Regions from separate parts of the Sus scrofa genome. Here regions 1, 2 and 4 are each linked to region 3. The links are chromatin contacts, called in public Hi-C and promoter capture Hi-C maps. All regions are on one chromosome and are shown on one strand. The core of a region is the stretch at or near the end of the contact, and the rest is flanking DNA. Distances in the headings are between cores, read along the strand shown. Region 1 has its middle 18 kb from the start of YWHAH. Region 2 holds the start of SFI1 (protein SFI1 homolog). Region 3 holds the start of PISD (phosphatidylserine decarboxylase). Region 4 holds the start of YWHAH (14-3-3 protein eta).

Region 1 (3,542 bases), core at 701-3,200, 220 kb after region 3:
TAGAGAGGCTCTGAGAGGAAAAGTTACTTTCACGTGGTCACACAGCTGGAAGTAGCAGAGAGTGTGGGACTCCAAGGCCCTTGTTCTTGTCATGAACATGTCACCTTCAGGCAGAGGCTGAAAGCCTGACAGTCCAGGTCTCCCTCAATGGGACTTCTTCCTTCCTCCAGCCCACTTCTCTGTTACCTCTTTTTACATTTGCCTCTTCAGTCACCTCAGTCTTTTTTATTTGCTGCCCCACCCCACCCTCAGGCATATCCAGTGACATGGACCTTGATGCTTTTCCCCAACAATGCTTGGAGCTCCTTTTACCACCAGAAGGGGAGGTGTCTGTAGGGCAACACCTACAGGATGACTTAAGAGGTGGACCAAAGCATCACCAACTGATTTCTTGTTTTGTTTTGTTTTTAGGCCCTACCTACGACATACAGAAGTTCCCAGGTTGGGGGTCGAATGGGAGCTGCAGCTGCCGGCCTACACCACAGCCATGGCAATGCCAGATCCTTAACCCACTAAACGTGGCCAGGGATTGAACCCTCATCCTTATGGATACTAGTCGGCTTCTTAAGCCACTGAACCATAACAGAAACTCCAAGCATCACTGATTGAAATCTCTTCCCTGTTGCAAGACATGTTTCCTTGAAAACTCCATCTTGTCCTTCTTTACTTTATCCCATCTTCCTTCTTGGAAAAACAGTCACAGTGCTGGTAAATGACTTAAGCTTAAGAGCAAAGACCTAAAGGCATAAGTGACTTAAGCTTAAGAACTGTTATGTGCCTAGAGGTCAGAGTAAGAGCTTAACCCTTTACCACCTAAGTGGCTTTTTAAATAGTAAAAGAACTTATATAATAGTAAACCCTGTATGATCCACCCATAGCCACTCCTCACTTGATCTCACAATAAAAGCAGTGTGGTTTCTTGAGGCAGGGCTCTTGGTCCCTGAGATCTGGAGTTCCCGGCGCTCTTGGTCCCTGAGACCTTGAGTCCCGCGCTCTTGGTCCCTGAGACCTTGAGTCCCTGGCTCCCACCTTTACTTAAGATAAATGTCTCTGTGTCTTGTTTTATGTTAACTATTTTTCCCTAAGTTCCACAGCACCCGTTCTTCAGCCCCATCCTGCTGAGCTGGCCCCGGCACTCCCCAGCTGGACCCAACTCATTCAGCCTCTCTCTCACTTTGGCTCAGGTCATTACTCTTTCTTCTGGAATGGTTTTCTGCTCTGGGCCTATTCAAGTTCTATCTAGGAAACCCTACCTTCCTGCCAGCTGCTGTGAGCCCCTCTCTGGGCTCCTGTACTGTTGGTCTAAACCACATGATGACATTTATCTCCCATCTTCAGTCAACAAACAAGTTGAGCTCCTACTGTGTGGCATGCTCTGTGCAGGGTGCTGGGAGTGGACACCTTGGTGAGTTACCTGTCTGGGGGGGCTAACACCAATGGGGGATACAATAAAAATACAGAACAATACAGTAACTTTGAAAATGTTATTCAGGTTCTTCTCAGGGCCCAGCCCACAATAAGAATTTACTGAATTCATGAATAAATGACTGCTCTCAGGCCAGAATTTTGAAAAAAGAAATGACCGAAAGGAATCCTTCATTTCCACATCCAAACCCACGAATGAGCCACAGAAGAAATCATGGTCATGAGGCCTTGGGGTTGGTTTTAACATCACCCGTAAACTGGCAGTGTGACTTTGAGCATGTCCTGACCTCTCAGCAGCCTCTAAAAACAAGGCAGATGCTTGGGGTTATCTCTGGGGGACTTTCCATTTCAGAGATTCTGTGGTTCTGTGTTATTTTCGACTGCTCTGGGATGGCTCCCATCCTCTTCCTGGCCTTCTTCCTGCTCTCCCCCCTCCCTTTTCCTTCCGCCCTTCACATTTGTCCCTTCTGCATCCGCCCTCCACCCCCTTCACTTTCCTGACCACCCCCTAGTTCCAGCAAGAGGGTTTCCATGGTAATCATCTCCTGGAAGTGACATCACTCATCTCCTAGGCAACTGTTTCTAGGGCAGTGACATCATTTGATCACCATGGCAATGCTCCAGGAGGACAGTTCTGCAGTAAAATGGGCAAATAGAATTCTTAGGTATTTCTGGGGCCTTGAGGGCAGTATAGGGAGAATATTAGAAAAAGGTCTCAAGAACAAGAGGAAAAAGCTTTGGGCTTGTAAGGGAAAAGTGGGAAACCAACTTGGAGCAGTAATGAACAGATGTTCTGGGGTGAACCCCTTCTTTCCGATAACTAGGCTGACCATTTAATATGTCACCAAATTGGGACACTTGAGAGTGAATGAAGGCATCCCTATTACTATTCCAGATGACAAGTGAAAACTGGGCCTCCCTAAGCAAACCAGGGCATGCGGTCCCCACCCACAGCCAGGCAGGTGCTGAACCTCACTCCTTCTCCTGTGGCTCATCCCATAAGCATGGACTCTGCTCTTCCATGTGCAGGCACCAGAGATGCCACAGTGACAGAACTAGCTCAGGTCCTGGCCTAATGGAGCTCACAGTCAAATGTGTACGTGTGTGTGTGCTTGTGGTGGGATTGAGGTAATCCCTCAATCATCTGATGACTGCTGTGGTGCAGTCCGAGTGCAGGGTTCAGAAGGGAAGGCACAGAGAGCCAGGGGTGTGTTTAACCAAAGTACCCGAAGCAGCCTGGGCAGGAGGGTGTTAGTAGGGGGTGGTGGTGTAGTGTGGGGAGAAGTCTGGTTGGCAGAGGGAATAGCATCTGCAAAGGGAGTATGCAGAACACCGGGAAACCAGGAACTGAAGGGAGGCTGGTGGCCAGTTGCAGAGCAGGAGGGAGACTGTGGGAAATGAGCATGGAGAGGTGGTGGGGACCAGGCCTCCCCTGGCCTCAGAGGCCAGAGCACTGGGCAGCCCCATGGAAGTGTTTATAGCAATGGGAGACATGATCCTGTTTGCATCTTAACCACCCCTTCAGGCTGCTATGTGGGGCAGAGTGGAGAGCAGTCTGCCCAGGAGGGATATTTGGGGCAGGGAGCTGGGTTTGGGTTGTGACTGTGAGATGGATGATGAGTCCATATATGTGCATATATTTGGGAGGCAGAGCTGGCAGGATTTGCTGGAGGACTAGACACGGGGTGAAGGTCAGGAAGGGTGACACCTGGGATGGCTTGGGGGCCTTGGGATGGGGAGTGATGTCTCTGCAGGGCTGGGATTAAGGTAAGCCAGAGAAGAGCCCAGGGTGGGACAATTCAGGAGGTGCCCAGGCAGGGGCCGGGGCAGCCTTTAAAATGAGCGGCTCCTTTATGCTGCGTCCTGGGAGAAGCAGGCTTCAGTATGGTTTGGTTTTAGGGGGTGGGAGGCCATGTCTGCTGAGCAGTAAATGACCATCTCTGTCTATGACATGGGCCTTCACTTTCACCAACCATGTAACCAAAGTGGGGAGAACAGGCTGCAGGCCTGAGGCCTATGCCAGCGCTGCTTCACTGTCCCCACAGGGCCCTGTGTGGGAGTTCCTCACTGGCCCATCTCACAGATGGGGAAACTGAGGCTCCGATAGGTTCCAGAAC
Region 2 (3,421 bases), core at 497-2,996, 130 kb before region 3:
CCTAGGTTTGTCATAAATTTATATACACATATAATTTATATAAAGCTCTTACAATAAAGACTAATTTTACAGTAAGTGAGTATTAGCTACAGTGTTTTTTTTTTTTTTTTTTTTCTTTTTTTGTCTTTCTGTCTTTTGTTGTTGTTGTTGTTGCTATTTCTTGGGCCGCTCCCGCGGCATATGGAGGTTCCCAGGCTAGGGGTTGAATCGGAGCTGTAGCCACCGGCCAACACCAGAGCCACAGCAACGCAGGATCCGAGCCGCGTCTGCAACCTACACCACAGCTCACGGCAATGCCGGATCGTTAACCCACTGAGCAAGGGCAGGGACCGAACCCGCAACCTCATGGTTCCTAGTCGGATTCGTTAACCACTGTGCCACGACGGGAACTCCTACAGTGTTAATTAAGACTTTGAAAACCACTAAATTACTTTAAAAATAGTTGGTCACATAACTTCAGCAAATAGTCCTGCCTAAAAGATTGGCTCCCGTGTCCTGCTTAAGTGGAACTTATATTAAACACGTTTTTACAAAATTTACCATAGGTAGAAAATAGAGCAAAAATGCAAACTACCTGTAATTTCAGTCCCGAGAAACCCAACAATGGTTATTTTTCCTCCTGTTTTGTTTTGGTTTGGTTTGGGGTCTTTCTGGCTGCACCCGCGGCCCACGGAAGTTCCTGGGGCAGGGATGGAAACCAAGTCACATGCCAAATCCCAAGCACTAGACCACCAGGGAACTCCTTTCCTCCCGTTTATAACGTAAAAATTTTCAAGCATTTAAACACATAATGCCAGGAGTTCCCATCGTGGCTCAGTGGTTAACGAATCTGACCAGGAAAGATGAGGTTGCGGCTTCAATTCCTGGCTGCGCTCAGTGGGTTAAGGATCCAGCGTTGCCGTGAGCTGTGGTGTAGGTTGCAGACGCGGCTCGGATCTGGCGTTGCTGTGGCTCTGGAGTAGGCTGGCGGCTACAGCTCCGATTAGACCCCTAGCCTGGGCACCTCCATATGCCGCAGTAGCGGCCCTAGAAAAGGCAAAAAGACAAATAAGCAAAAAAACATAATGCCAGCCTTTGCGTTCTCCACCAGAAATCTCAAGTGCTTTCCAAAGCGCAGGAGAAAAAGGATATAAAACTATCTTACCTACCGTTTCCCACCCCTATTTTTAAAACATCAGAGTGGGCCCAATTATAAAAAAATAACTATTACTAACAATTAATGCTCGTTAATTACATTTTAAAAGGAAGGTTAAGATAGCAGCCTGGGATAATTTAATTCAGGGACTGCGAAACCTCGCGCCCGCACCCACTTAGTCCAGATTGACAACATTCGTGGCCCACGCAGGCGCGCAACCTATGCCTCGGGGACCGGCTCGTGCTGCCTGGGAACCATGGAGAACCAAAAGCCAGATAGGCAGGAGCCTAGAGGTGCGGGCTGGAGGACTTCAGCCCGGAGCCTCGTTCCTAGTGCTTGCCTCACGAAGCTTAACTAGGGGATCGGCTTCGAAACAGCTCCCACTCCTGGCGTCTGAGAGTAGCAGTAGGAGGCTGAGCTCTGTGTGAAGCGAGTGGGCCTCGGAGGTAGAGCGCCCTCCGTGGGGCGAGCCAGACAAAGCGTCGGTCGGCCCACCTCAAGGGAAATTCACAGTGCGGACTCTCCCTCGCTGCCAGAGGGGGGCGTGACCCTGCCGCACTGACGCTGCGTGAACTCCCCGGGACCCGGCCGGGCGTCCCTTACGCACGCCGCGTCGCCGTGGAGACGGGGGCGGGGCCGGCGCGGACCTGCGTGCAGAGGCGCGGGAACCTCAGAGGCTGGTTTGGGCTGCGCCAGCGGGCCGGGTCCGCTTCGTGTTTACCAAAACTTCGGGGCGCGAGGCGGGAGGCTAGGCTTCCCCAGGCGCGAGGCCGGGTTCGATAGTCCCCAGCCTCTCAGTGGCTTGGACCCTCCAGCCGGAGCCCAGCGGCGAGCGCGCGATCTTCCGAGTCCGGCCAGGTGAGTCCTGTGGGAGCCTCCGCTTCCTCCTCCTGTAGAAGTGCAGGTGATGCTTCCAGCCCACGGGGCTGAGGTCTGGGGATGGAAAAGAGGTGGAAAGAGAGCACCGGGCGGCGCCAGGAGCCCTCGCTTCTCGCGGGGCGTGGCGTTCTTCCGCGGGGCTCGTGCGCGACGAGCTGGGAGCCCGTGCCGCATCCGTGCAAGGCTCATTTGCGTGAGCGGATACGAATTGAGGGTTTCTTGATCTCTGCTGCGTGACCAAGTGAGGGGCAAGGGTATGTAGACCTCAGGGGCCATACCTGAGCTTCGAGGGCCAATTGGGCAAAAACATTCAGTGGGAGATTAGTGCTCGGTTTTGTTTGTTTGTTTGTTTGTTTGATGAGAGGCCATTCAGGTTTTTTGTAAACCTCTGGGTTATGGTAAATTTTGTTGAGTGAATGCTGTTAGGGAGTGAGTACCAGTCCCAGCTGTACCACTTAGCTGATGACTTTGGGCACCTCGTTTATAAAATGAAGATGATTATAGAATGAAAAGTAGGGTGGTTGTATTGAAGCAGGTAAAATGAAAAGTGGTTAGTACTCTGCCTGGCACAGAGTACCCACTCCATGAATGCTTTTTTTTTTTTTTTTTTTTTTGGTCTTTTTTTTAGTGCTGAACCTCTGGCATATGGAGGTTCCCAGGCTAGGGGTGTAATCGGAGCTATAGCTACTGGCCTGTCTGTGACCTACACCACAGCTCACTGCAACGCGGGGTCCTTAACCCACTGAGGCCAGGAATGGAACTCACAACCTCATGGTTCTTCGTCCGATTTGTTTCCCCTGGCCAGGGCGGGAACTCCCATGAACGCTATTCTAAATCTAGTCTGTACATTCTAGGTGCTGTGGTATCCACCTAAGGGCCATGGAGGTATCAGGCTTGGAGGTGTCATGGAAGACTTCCTGAGGGAAGTAGTTGAAATTTATTCTGGGACATAGAATATAGATTTAGGTATTTCCATGCTTTTCTTTAGTAAGATTATTCATTTCTCATTGATAGAAGCTGAAGAATATTGTAGGAACTTAAAATACTTTTACATTTATGATTTTCAAGTTAGCATATGTATTTAAGAATTATATTAGGATTTCCCGTCGTGGCGCAGTGGTTAACGAATCCGACTAGGAACCATGAGGTTGCGGATTCGGTCCCTGCCCTTGCTCAGTGGGTTAACGATCCGGCGTTGCCGTGAGCTGTGGTGTAGGTTGCAGACACGGCTCGGATCCCGCGTTGCTGTGCCTCTGGTGTAGGCCGGTGGCTACAGCTCCGATTCAACCCCTAGCCTGGGAACCTCCATATGCCGCGGGAGCGGCCCAAGAAATAGCAACAACAACAACAAAAAGACAAAAGACAAAAAAAAAAAAAAAAAAGAAAGAATTATATTAAGGAGTTTCC
Region 3 (3,562 bases), core at 522-3,021:
CTAAATTATCACCCATAATTACTTTTTGTTCTATCACCTGTTATATACCACTTAGTTACCGAAAAACTTCCCTGCAATATGAGGCTTTCAAATGTATGTCTCACAGACAGGCTTTACTAAAAAAATCATGAAAATGTTATCTTTTGGGGTTTTCTGCATCTCAATATAACATCTTGATAAATAATTCCTTTGAAAATTAAGAGTTGTAATTGTACCAAATCCTTAACTCTTCCACCCACTGCAGCTAAATCCAGTCTTAACTACCTACACTGGTACTAAAGTATGACTTTTTTTCCTTGCCTTTTTTAGTGACAGTGAGTGAAGTACATCCTCCTCACCATCATTAAACATATGTATTTTTTAGGGGAGTCTTTTTTTTTTTTTTTAAGGGCTGCACCCGAGGCATATGGAAGTTCCCAGGCTTACCAGGCCAGGGGTCAAATTGGAGCTACAGCTGCTGGCCTAAGCCACAGCAACTCGGGATCCAAGCCAAGTACCTACACCACAGCTCACGACAACCATGGATCCTTAACCCACAGAGCAAGGCCAGAGATTGAACCATACTAGTCAGATTCACTTCTGCTGCGCCACCATGAAAACTCCCAATAGTGTCATTATTTAGTCTTTCCAACTTATGACACAGTTCAGATGATTTCATGGCTGACTCATAAACACCACACCTGGTACTAACATTGAAACTTGAGACCCTCCAGTCCACATCCTAAACAGTTACCATTACCATCACAGTGCAGAGTGCCCCCGCAAGAGAGCTACACCATTTCTGAATAGTTAATAATGAGAAGTGAAGGTTTCATAGCTAGGGCAATGGCAGTTTCTGTTCCCTCTCAGTCCAAATCCAGTGTCCTTACTTCGCAAAATTAGAGCACAAACTTTGGTCAAAGCTGACAAAATGAAGCCTGCCTGAAACACAAAAGTATCTTAGCTCTTTGAAATGACATCAAGCAGCAAGCTCTGAATCATAGCTACCATAGCTTTCATTTTCCGAAAGTCTAAATGTTCCCAAGTTATTTCGAGTAATTAAAGAGCTCACAGGGGGCAGCCTGAGGGAAAGGTCTTTGCGTTGGAAGAGAGGTACCCGTGCAGGGGTCCCGGCTCAGCTCCTGACTAACTAGCTGGGTGAAACTGAGCAACTCCCTCTCTCAGTGCCTCGATTTCGCCAACTCCAAAAATTAAGAACTGGATTTAGATGACCCCTCTAAAAACCTAAGAGTCGGAAGTCACCAGAGCAACTAAGGCCCCAATTCCCTCACGAACTATTCTGAGGTTACCAAATCCAACCCCTTCGCTTCAGAGACGAAGAATCCGAATGAAAGCCGCCCGACGCCCAGTCCAGGGCTATTACCAAATCAGGCCTTCGCTCCCAGCAACAGGAATCCCTAAGAGGCGTCCAGACTTACCTCGGTTCTAGTGGCAGGCACACAGCCCATTTCATCCTGTTTGGGAGGAGCTTTTTGTTTATATTTTTGTTTTTTTCCCTTGTGAAAGAGCAAAGAGAAAACACTTAGGCCACCCTCTAAACTTGGTCCGCCCTAAGCGGCGGCGGCAGTCGCACCTGCTCCCGAGCTCGAGGTGAAGGTGAGTGGCTCTCTCTCCAATCGAACTATCCTCAGGGCGAGCCCGCGATAGAGACCCCAGTTCGGCCTGGGCCACCCCGAGCCCTAAGGCAGTTTCCCCAAGCACCTGTACCTGCTCCGCCAAGGCGTGACACCGTGCAGCAACCTCAAAGCACCCAGCCTCACGGACGCCGCCATCTTGTCTCCTTCTTTGAGGGACACGCCCCCCCTTTACACACGAGGCGCACGCGTGTGACGTCAAAAGCCTCAAACTCACCAGGCCAGTGAAGAACGCGGGTGTTGCGGGTTAAGCCCCTCCCCCGGCTGCTCCTGGTAAATCAGCCTGGTGCTTCCGGCACCTGCCGAGGGGATTGGACTGGTGGGGCCGGTTTCTGTTCCTATGGTGCTAAACCTGAATCTGGGCGAAGCGTTGTCAGTCCTCCTCCATCCCTCTGACGTGCGTTTCCGCATGTGCCCGGAAAATCTGACTCACCCAAGGCCGGAGAATGGATCAGTTGAGCTAATTCGCTCATTTTACAGATGGAGAAACTGAGAGCATGCACAACTCAGCTGCCATTGACTGAGCGCTTCCTAAGTGCCAAGGCACTGTGCTGATCACTTTGCGTGCATGGTGTCTCATTCTGAACTCCCATAGCTGTGCTATCAGTCAGACCAGAGACCAGAGGTCTTGCATCACCTGGAAATGCAATTAGTTGTCAAACAAGGTGTTTGGTGTGATGCCGCAAGCTCCAGCAAAGATTCCTGATCTTCAGGCTTAAGGGAGAATAGTTTTCAGCAGCATCTTTTTTTTTTTTTTTTTTTTTTTTTTTTGATAGGCAGAGACTAGAGACCAGGAGCTAGCCCTGAGAATTTTTTCCTATTTTAAAGACAGAGAAATTGGAGCTCAGGAAAGCTAATCATTAGAATGCTGAAGGGCACACAGCTATAAAGGAAAAAAGCTAAAATTTGAACACATTTTTCTCTTTATGGCTGCATCTTTCAGCAGGCAGAAGCTCCCAATCTAGGGATTAAACCCGTGCCACAGCAGTGAAAACTCCAGGTCCTTAACCTGCTGAGCCACCAGGGAACTCCCGAGCATACATCTCCAAAACCCATGATCTAAACATTTTTCCTTTTATTTATTTTGTCTTTTTGCCATTTCTTGGGCCGCTCCTGCGGCATGTGGAGGTTCCCAGGCTAGGGGTCGAATTGGAGCTGTAGCTGCCAGCCTACGCCAGAGCCACAGCATCGCAGAATCAGAGACGAGTCTGCAACCTACACCACAGCTCACGGCAACACCGGATCGTTAACCCACTGAGCAAGGGCAGGGACCGAACCCTCAACCTCATGGTTCCTAGTCGGATTCGTTAACCACTGCGCCACGACGGGAACTCCCATTTTTCTTTCAAGCCCTTTGCCTGGAATCTGGCTGAACATGAGTCCCCAAACTTAAGGAATCATAGCTCCATTTTCCCCTCCCCTGAGCTACTAATAACACTTGTTTTCACCAGACATTTGACATGGGAGAAGGGCTATGTTGCCTAGTGTCTGCAGTTTTTTCTGTGAGGTTATTTAAGCTTAACTGGGGCATAACCAGCCCTACAGGAAGCCTAACAGAGACATCAGGTTTCCCACTGGAGAGGAGACACTTCCATCTATGGTTTTCAAAAGTTAGAAGTTACTGTCGTGGAGTTCCCGTCGTGGTGCAGTGGTTAACGAATCCAACTAGGAACCATGAGGTTGAGGGTTCGGTCCCTGCCCTTGCTCAGTGGGTTAACGATCTGGCATTGCCGTGAGCTGTGGTGTAGGTTGCAGACGCGGCTCGGATCCCGCGTTGCTGTGGCTCTGGCGTAGGCCAGCGGCTACAGCTCCGATTGGACCCCTAGCCTGGGAACCTCCATATGCCGCGGGAGCGGCCCCAAGAAATAGCAACAACAACAACAACAAAAAGACAAAAAAAAAAAAAAAAAAAAGAAGTTACTGTCGTG
Region 4 (3,445 bases), core at 189-2,688, 200 kb after region 3:
CTCCTCTCTCTCCTTTCTAATGCATCTGACTCTCCAAAGTAAGACTCCTGGCCTGAAATGTGGCTTCCATGCCTCTGGTGGTTCCCAACTACCTAGGGATGCTTCAGATCTTCAGCCTGGCATTGAAAACACTCCACAGTCTTGTTTTTTACCTCACCTCATGTCCCACTGCCCGACCTTTCTCACCATTTTGTTTTTATCTTCACTGCCAAGGCTTTGTCTTTGCAGACCCCACTCTCTCCCACCTTTTCCCTGACATTATCTGGACCAGCTTACCTCCTTTGGGGTATTCAGACATCTGCTTCTCCGAGACAGGGGCTGCGTCTTAACTCTTTTTTTTTTTTTTCTTTTTTTTCTTTTTTGTCCTCCCCTGGGCATACGGAATTCCTGGGCCAGGGATCCAGTGCTAGATCCTTAAGCCACTGTACCAGGCTGGGGATTAAACCTGCATTCCAGCCCTCCCAAGATGACCTCATTGAGCCACAGAGAGAACTGAGTGTCCTACTCATTCTGCACCTACTCTTTCCCCCAGTGTTGAGCATGCAGTAGGTGCTCAATAAAATTCTCAGAGAACCTCAGGCCCCTTCTCCTGCACTGCCCTTCGCATGGTATACTAGGTCTGGTCATGCTTTAGTTATTGGGATTTTCCTCTCTTGTCCGAGGCCCAGCCCTGGGCCTGGCACCAGGGTTCCTCAGCGTGGAACGCCAGGACTGGCTCAGTGACCAGCGGGTCCACTCTCCTCTTTGCCACTTTACAGGCCAACAGTAACCTTGAGCAACTCACACTGGTCTGGCTTTGAAAAAAGAGGCCAGCTGTACCCACTGGCCTGAGTTGTGAGCATCAGATACGATCGTGCCTGGAAAGGCCTAGCACTGGGCCAGCTCCTAGCAGGTGTGTCACGAAGGTTATCCGCCTCAGCCGGGCCGGTCAGTCCCTCCTCCCGCGTAAAGGCACAGTCTGCACAAGGCCACTCCCTAGGGTGGAGGCGCAGTGAATGAATGTGTTGTGGGGTGGGGGTGGGGGGGACGTTAGGCGGGACCGACTCTAATCTGCCAGCGCAGACCCAAGTGCTGGGTGTGGCCCTGCGAAGCCGAACGGTTAGACTGGGCGGGGGCGGGTCCAGACCGCCCGTCGGGCATGCGGCCTCCTGGCTTCCCCAAGCGCTAGTTTTATTTGCTTTGGAGTCCCTTCTCAATCTAGTGCTCTAACATGGGTTCAGAAGCACCTTTCCGGGTGGGGCCGTGACAGTGCGCTGCCAGCGGAGCAGCCATCTCCCGGCCCCTTCCCCGATCTCTGCAGTCCCCACCCCAGCGGTCCCCTCTTCACCTCCACCTCTGCGGTGGTAAAATGCAGCACTCGCACGGCGCCTGCGCGGCTTTGGGGCGGGGCGGTGGTCGCAGCTATTTATAGTAGCTGACGTCACCTTGAAATAGACCGTTAGGGCCGGCCCGCCCTTCCCCCCTCCCACTTGCGCCGCTCCGCGCCGCCCGGCCCTGCCCCTCCCACTGCGCAGGCGTCCTCCCATCCGCCCATCCCCCCGCGTGACCGCCTGTCCTCTCTCGGCGGCGTCCGCGGTGCGAGCCACAGCGCGCGAGGCGAGCCAGCGAGAGGTCGATCGGTGCTGCCTGCTGCTTGTAGCCTAGGCGGGCCGGCGAGCCAGTGCGCGTGCGCGGCGGCGGCCTCCGCGGCGACCGGGAGCGGACGCGCGGGCTAGCAAGCGAGTGGAGCTGGGCGCGAGGCGAGGCCGAGCCATAGCGACATGGGGGACCGCGAACAGCTGCTGCAGCGGGCGCGGCTGGCCGAGCAGGCGGAGCGCTACGACGACATGGCCTCCGCCATGAAGGCGGTGAGCGCGCCGGACGCCCGGGCGGCCGGCCGGGGGCCCGACGCAGGGGAAGGGTGGGCAACCAGGCGGCTGCTCCCTCCAGGCCTGGGGCGACCCCGCCGCCCCGCTGGGCGCGGCCACCCGCCCGCACACCGCGCTTCCCGCGCCCGCCGCGCGCCCCGCCATTTCCTGCGGCCGGGCCCTGGTGGGGTTTCTAGGGAGGGGGTGCGGCGGTGACCCCGCGGGCGGGCCATCTGGTGGTCGGGGGTCGCCATATCCCAGCTCGGACCACAGGTGAGGGAGGGTGCCCGTGGGAAGGTGAGGGAGTCACATTTCTCCTTCTGGATATTTCTGTCGGGCTGGGGCACCCCCTCTTTTCTCCACACCCCAACTTGTAATAAAGAATCACCTAGTGAGTGGCGCCCTGTCTCTCATGGTTTCCGCTGCCACTACCTGCAGTCGGTGTAATTCCGATCCGTTTTTGCTCCGCTCGCTGGAATCGTTCTGGTTCCATCCTCCCACGCCCGGGGTCCGCATTGTGTGCGGAGACCCCCCCCCTCCCCCCCGCAAGCCGGCGGGAGGGTGGCGGGCGTGTGGCTCCTTCCAGGTTGGATGCGGCACCCATCTGCTTGGAGACTAAAACGGGTCGTGACTCCTGGGCGGGCCGAGCCCGTGTACCTTTGCCTTGCCGAGACCCTCAGAGACCTGTCTGCAGCTCGATTTCCGGGGAAGGAGCCTTTGCCGACCACACCCTGGCAAATGCCCTGGATTAGATACCACCTGCGTGCCTGAGACTTAGGGTTGTGGCGAACTCCTCGCTAACCTCGTCTCCGCGCATTATTTCACGTTTTCTCCAAATGAACATTACTTCCCTCTGCGTCAAGGTCACACGGGTATAGCCACAGCTGCGGCCACCAACCTGCCATGTTCACCCAGTGTTCCACCTCCTGAGACCTGAAAGGATCTCCTGGGGCCCCACCCTAGACCTAAAGACTCAGAAACCCTGGGGGTGGAGCTCAGCTGCACTTGAACCAGCCCTCAAGTGGCAAGTGTTAGTAGGTTTAAGTTCAGCAATTACTGCCCTGGATTCTTTTTTTTTTTTTTTTTTTTTAGACTGCCCTGGATTCTACAGCTCATTTGCCCTTTTTCGAGCCTTGGGAGGGGATTTCTTAGAGGAAAAAACCCACAAATACAGAGGCTTCCTAAAATGTCAGAGTCATATAAAAAGCTCCTTTTAAAGCTTTCAATAGTAATATGTGAAGTATGTTGTTGAGGTCAATATTTGGGCTTATCCAGGTAAGAAGTGTACTTGAAGAGTTATCTCTTCCATGTTGTCCTTGTCACACATTGAACCAGATGTTTGGAAACCACCACTGCTGCCGCCACCTCGCATTTGTTGATTCATTGGTGATCCCAGTTTGAGCCCTTGCTTGGTGTCATGGGCTAGGTGGGAGCTTTTCATCCAGAACAGGGATGATTTAGGTTTAGGACCTGATGTCTATGTAATTCTGGGGGTCTTATAAGAAAAACAAGTGTAAGATACAGTAATATAGCAAATTTTACAGAATCTGGACTTACTGTGTGAGTGCATTTCCTTGGAAGGGGTTCTAAGCTTAATC

The links. Promoter capture Hi-C pulls out the DNA fragments that hold promoters and counts their contacts. Hi-C and Micro-C count contacts between places; a contact is called where the count stands out from the background.
Region 1: a Hi-C map of liver shows a contact between it and region 3, with 3 times the contacts expected there. The contact joins the enhancer-like site here to the promoter of PISD in region 3. A contact is called at or near these places in 2 of 5 promoter capture datasets (fetal liver and liver), 3 of 47 Hi-C or Micro-C datasets (fibroblasts, liver and subcutaneous adipose tissue) and 2 of 2 datasets of contacts at active chromatin or transcription factors (alveolar macrophages and skeletal muscle).
Region 2: a contact with region 3 is called in a promoter capture Hi-C map of liver, with 3 times the contacts expected there. The contact joins the promoter of SFI1 here to the promoter of PISD in region 3. A contact is called at or near these places in 1 of 5 promoter capture datasets (liver) and 1 of 2 datasets of contacts at active chromatin or transcription factors (alveolar macrophages).
Region 4: a contact with region 3 is called in a Hi-C map of embryonic fibroblasts, with 1.9 times the contacts expected there. The contact joins the promoter of YWHAH here to the promoter of PISD in region 3. A contact is called at or near these places in 2 of 47 Hi-C or Micro-C datasets (embryonic fibroblasts and fibroblasts) and 2 of 2 datasets of contacts at active chromatin or transcription factors (alveolar macrophages and skeletal muscle).

What each region holds. Positions count from the first base shown.
Region 1 is chr14:48,560,376-48,563,917 of Sscrofa11.1, forward strand. No RefSeq gene overlaps it. Among named protein-coding and RNA genes, the nearest start is that of YWHAH, 18 kb to the left of the region's middle. Within about 2 kb of position 1,951, at least 12 of the 83 cell types and tissues checked have an H3K27ac peak or open chromatin away from gene starts, as enhancers often do. A contact at or near this core is called in liver, where this site is marked.
Region 2 is chr14:48,208,793-48,212,213 of Sscrofa11.1, forward strand. It overlaps SFI1 (protein SFI1 homolog), which reads left to right and starts at 1,747. Exons shown (of 33, transcript XM_005670867.3): 1 at 1,747-1,993.
Region 3 is chr14:48,340,013-48,343,574 of Sscrofa11.1, forward strand. It overlaps PISD (phosphatidylserine decarboxylase), which reads right to left and starts at 1,772. Exons shown (of 8, transcript NM_001185130.1): 1 at 1,708-1,772. The coding sequence starts at 1,772.
Region 4 is chr14:48,542,593-48,546,037 of Sscrofa11.1, forward strand. It overlaps YWHAH (14-3-3 protein eta), which reads left to right and starts at 1,439. Exons shown (of 2, transcript XM_001928076.4): 1 at 1,439-1,847. The coding sequence starts at 1,761.